Regions from separate parts of the Zea mays genome. Here region 2 is linked to region 1. A link is a contact called in public Hi-C data. All regions are on one chromosome and are shown on one strand. Each heading gives the region's core, a stretch centred on a gene start, on an enhancer-like site or on the middle of the called end of the contact. The rest is flanking DNA. Distances are from core to core; before and after follow the strand shown.

What was found. Hi-C and Micro-C count contacts between places; a contact is called where the count stands out from the background.
Region 2: a Hi-C map of tassel shows a contact between it and region 1, with 4 times the contacts expected there. The contact joins the promoter of LOC100191784 here to the promoter of LOC100275252 in region 1. A contact is called at or near these places in 7 of 25 Hi-C or Micro-C datasets (ear, endosperm, leaf and 2 more) and 1 of 3 datasets of contacts at active chromatin or transcription factors (leaf).

Annotation. Positions count from the first base shown.
Region 1 is chr6:169,944,321-169,947,020 of Zm-B73-REFERENCE-NAM-5.0, reverse strand. LOC100275252 reads right to left here and starts at 1,367. Exons shown (of 1, transcript NM_001149386.1): 1 at 238-1,367. The coding sequence starts at 1,287. The coding sequence ends at 592.
Region 2 is chr6:170,114,978-170,117,677 of Zm-B73-REFERENCE-NAM-5.0, reverse strand. LOC100191784 reads right to left here and starts at 1,349. Exons shown (of 10, transcript NM_001137209.2): 1 at 1,113-1,349; 2 at 939-995. The coding sequence starts at 1,349.

The sequences.
Region 1 (2,700 bases), core at 118-2,617:
GGAAAGCCAATAATAAGATGCACCAGTGCGGCCATTATTGAAAAACTATCCGGAAAAGTTTGGTGCAAAAAAGGGAGTTTATAATTGAACAACCTTAACAAAAGCAACGCACGCTTGTCGGTGTCTGAAAGACACTCTCGCTGGCTCGCCGCGTTCTTCATCATCAACGACGTCAAAATTTAATAGCTCCCAGCACAGCAGCACCCCCTCACTCCCACTGAAACGCATAGAGACATGTTTCTAGTCAAGTTAAATTACATCCCAAGCTTACAAAAGCTCCCCAAAAGGACTTACACAACCTTCACAAAAAGTTTGCTGCCAAGTCAAAAGAAAAGGTTGCAAAAGTTTGATGCTTACAAAAGTTCGATGCTAAGTCAAAAGAAAAAGGTTAGAAACAGACACCTGGACGATTACACAACTACACCTAAAAATAAATAAAAAGCCCGAACATGCACACTCGAAATTGTTACCAGCAGGTCAAACCCAAACCGCCGGCTGGCCGGATCCGTGAAAATGCTCGGAGCGCGAGGAGCAAGCAACCAAGCGAAATCACATCATTTCATTTTCTTATTTTTTTTCATTCACGTCATATCAGAAAAGCGCGGTCTCCGTTGCAGCAGAACGATCCGTGGTCGTGGTCGCCGCCACCAGCCACAAGCACTGCCCCGCCGTCCCCGGCGGGCCGGCAGCGCCAGCGGCGTAAGCCGGCGACGACGTGGCGAACTGGGCGGGCGAGCCGAGGTAGTAGGGCGCGGTGAACGCAGAGGTAAACACCGGAGGAGGAGACCCCGAGGCCGAGCGGCGGCGGTCGTTACTATCGTCGGCGCTGATAGTAGCACTACTGCCGGTAGTAGTGGCGGTGGCAGCGTGCGGCGGCGGCGGCGGCGGCGGGAGCAGCACCGGGCGGTTCTTGCGGCGGCCGGAGCCGACCGGCACGTTGCGGATGGCGCCGCCGGCCGTCCAGTAGCGGTGGCAGGCCCGGCAGAAGTGGCGCGGCTGGTTCACGTTGTAGTTGTTGAAGTAGCAGAACTTGGTGTCCCGGCTCAAGCAGCGCGGGCACGGCAGCCGCGCCTCGGCCGCCGCCGCGCGCGCCCGCGCCACCTCCTCCAGCAAGTCGGGGCCGGGGCCGCCGCCGCTCCCGCGCCCCGACGACGCCGGCGCGGCGCCCGCGTGGCGCACGGGCTGCGGCGGCTGCTGCTGCTGCTGATAATGCGTGGTGATGACCTTGCCGAACAGCTTGATGCCCGCCGCCCTGGTGGTCGGCATCTCGACGTGAGGCGGCAGCATGTTGCGCGAGGCCAGCGGCGGTGGCTCGTGGATGGTTCGGTGGTTACTGAAGGAGCTATCACGTACTAGCTATCGGTATCAGGCATCCAGTAGACCTGGCCCTCGTATATATATAGCACATGTGGGGGAGACTGTGGGAGTCAGTAGCTCAGTCTCAGTGCTTGGGTGCGTGCGCGGTGGACAGACACCATGATTTTCCGTCATGCGCCGTGCCTTCGTTGGTTGTCTGCAAAGTCATGCTAGTAGACAGGTTTTACAAATTAAAGAAAGAAACTTTCCAAGTGAATGCAAGAACAGAGCTTCATCAAATATTTCTCCTGCAACCTGCAGTGCAGACAGTTCAGTATGTTTTAGCTAGCACTAGCAGAACGGTAAGAGGTAAAAGCTCCAGGATCGGAGTCAACCTATAAGAGCAAGAGGCAGGCATATGACTTGGTTACTAAGAATCTGAACAAAGCAGCACCAGCTGCACCTTCCTAATCTTTTTCCCATCGTCGCCACATGCGTCTCTGTGACATAAAAGTTCACCAAAAAAAAAACTACCCGAAACAAGATTCTCGCCTTTGCTTTGCTTTATCTCGGTAAAGCGCGTGCTTTGGGTGTTCATGCACGGTCTTTATCGTCCATACCATACGGCAGAAGCCCTAATCTGTAGCTTTTGATGCGCGCGCGCGGAATCAAAAGCGCGAGTCTTTTCGGTTGGAAAGACCGGCCCATGCATGTCCTCCTTTTCCTGCCAGTCCAAACGAAAGCGCCTCTCTAAGCTTTGCGCTTTGGTCGCAAAGCCAAATTTGCCCAGGAACCTGCAGGCCCTTGATTTTAACCTCATGAGCTACATACGAGCTGTTTTCTGAAGAAAAAGCAGAAGCACACTTCGTCGTCGTCGTGCCATGCATCGGCGGGAGTCTCTCGACGTCATCGATGTCCACGGTCAGGCATGCTGCATGTATCGTCCGAGGGAGCTTTTAGTTGCTATTGGGCTGGCAAAAAAAGGCTGATGATCTATAGTAGATGGGCCATATCTTGGGCCTTGAGGCCTAATTAGGTGGCCCGTACGCGACCTTGCTCGCCAGTTGCTACTTGCTACAAACGGGCATTGCTTTTAGCTCGTCGTCTCTGCTGCTAAAAAAACACTCCGCGTTTTTTTCCCTCCTTGAACGCACCGGTATTTAGCCCGAAACGAGTCGTTAAAAATCTTGGAGCAATAACATTTTCGTGAAGAAAAAAAACTTGATCTAATAATTCAAAAAATGGGGGGTTTTGATCCCCCAAAAAGACTATGGAAACTCTACAAAAATACGGGGAAAAAACAATTAGATATATAGTTTGGCAGCCAATAAAACCCGAATAAAGATTTTGATCTCAAGGAAAAGGTCGTGACGGACTTCCAACATGAATATCAGTAATAATAAC
Region 2 (2,700 bases), core at 100-2,599, 170 kb before region 1:
GTAGTACAATACCAGTGAGCAACTAGTACGAACACCAAGGACGAAGCAATGCCTTCAAAAAAAATAAGGTCTAGCAAAGTACCATGATAAATGAAAAAAAGGGGCTATCACTACAGTCTACAGTAACCAATGAATGATTTCGTACTTAGTCTGTGACTGATCGAATTATTCAGAGAGTTTAACCAAGCATTAAGAAGGAAAACAGGAAAAGACTAACAAGCAAGGACAAGAAGGTACTGTGGTTAACGATGCCCAAGCCTCTAACAAAGTACTAGTACTAATTAGATATCGATGCGCCGATGTCCAGATATTCAATGATCCATATCTGTATCTGTTTTAGTGTAGATTCGATTTGAGATATTTGGTGTTGCATTAGTATGCGACAATATTTGTATTGGACTTCGAACTAAAAAGTGGTAAATAGTGATATCTGAATCCAAAACGATTCCTAGTCTAAGGTAGTGTTCGGTTACTAGGGACTAATTTTTAGTCCCTCCATTTTATTCCATTTTAGTCTATAAATTACAAAATATGGAAACTATAACTCTATTTTAGTTTCTATATTTGACAATTTAGTGACTAAAGTGGAATAAATTGGAGGGACTAAAAATTAGTCTCTAAAACCAAACACCCCCTAAATCGATGTGACACTGTACTCCCAAGCCAATCATTTCGAACAACTCGAAGTTGGCAATGGCAGGTCCTCCACATTGCGTTTGAATACCAAAAATATACTCTAGTGACGAGTCATATCTAGCCCCAAGCCCCCAACGCTCTGGCAAAATGCAAACTGCAGACGAAACAGGGAATGAAGTCAATGGAACAGATACCATATCCAACATCCGCGGTAGAAATCAGTGAAACGATTTGGCTGAAATCACAGCGCCCCCCCACCCCCCACCGCGAGCAACGAACTTTTCCGAAGCAACGACACTCACCGTATCCATCGCCACCAGCGCAAGCCGCGCGTACACCTCGTCCGTGGCCGCATCCGCCTGCACGCGCACGCACACGCACTGGCGTAAGAATAGGAAAGCAAGCAAAACTAAATCACCAGCTGGGCTGCACGATGCAAGGTGGGGGGGGGGGGGGGGGGGGGCAGGCCAACTCACGCGTAGCTCGACGTCGACGACGCGACACACCACGTGCGGCGGCACGCGCGGCGGGGCCGGCGCCGACACCCCACCACCGTCGCAGCCGCCCGCCGCGAGGTGCGCCTGAGGCAGGTACACCACGGCGCTGCCCCGCCGCGGCAGCGCCACTCCAGCCCCCGCGCACGCGTGCCACAGCTCCGCGCACACCGCGCCCGCCGGGTCGTCCTCCCCCACGGCGTTGAGATCAATCCCCATCTCTGTCCCGACTAGTACTGGGGGTCGGTGGGTCTACCTCAACCAGCGAGGGAACGTTGATGGCAGGCACAGGCAGCGACCTCTCCGAAGCGAAGCGGGACGGCGTACAGGTGAAGGTGAGGGCGATAGAGGCGGGGAGTTAAATCGGCGGAGGCGGCAGTGGCATTAATGCGCTTGTCCCCCCGGAGGGGCCGCTCCCGCGGCTGGGCAGTGGCAATGCCAGTCCCGTCCCCCACGCCCCTGCGCCAGAGCCAGAGGCAGAGCCAGAGCCCACCACCGCAGAGCGCAGACCGCAGCGGCTTCGATGCGTGCGGGCCGCGGTTCCTGTTCCCGCCCCTCCTGACCGGACCGCTGCGGCAGTGGCCGTGGCGAGTTTATGGATGGTGGGGTCGGTGGCCGTGGACGAGGGGACCACAGAGCTTTTGGCTCGGTTTCGGCGGGTGGTTTTGGTGGGGTTCCTTGTCCTCGGGCGCCGCGGCACGGCGTCTGTAGGCGCGTAACCGTTGGTGGTGTGCCGAGCCGAGCAGGACTGAACTGTTTCCGCACAGGGAGGAGGCCCGGTCTGCTCTCGCCGTCGGCCCTCGGGCGTCGGGACCAGCTAGAGGTAGAACTCGAAGAAAAGGTGGCTTTTCCTCCGCGCTCGCTCGTTTGCCATTGTTGCTTGGTTGTTTGTGTGTTTGTGTGCGTCCTGCTTTCGCGAAAACGGCCCCGGCAGCGTCACGCTCCCGGGAAAGGCCAAGCACGGAAGGAGGTCTTTGCTTAGTCCTCCTTTGAAAGAAAAAAATTGCAGGAACAGGGAAAACACAGGGATATAACATAGATGTATGTGCAAAACAGACAAATAAAAATATAGGAACATTTGTTGAATTGTGTTCGGATGATTGTAGGAAACACGTAAGGGACGAGTCCATAACAGTGTTTGTAAAAATCCCTACGAGATTCTTTATCAAGCTACTTAATTACACATGTGGGCCAGTGCTATACTTCCTCTCTCTGTCTCTGTAGTCTTTGACTTGTCCTTTATCTTCATTCTATGCGCATGCTAGAAAAATGAGATCAGAGTGCATGTTTTCTTTCCCATGTTTCTTCCGTGAAATGCTTCCAAAGGATTTTTACCCTCCAATTTTCCCACGCCTCAAAGTCTCAAACCTGCCAACCAAAGGGCATTGCAGTGCTGATTCCTATAGGAACCAAATTCCTATATTTTTCATACAGATTTCCTAGGGTCCAAAAGGAGGTTTTACCGGCAGATTTGCCTTTTTTTTGGTCAACGATGAGTAGATTTGCCTTTGTCTGCCCCCCGTTTCAATCAAAGTTTTGTACCGTAATTGTCAGTATCATAAAATTATGT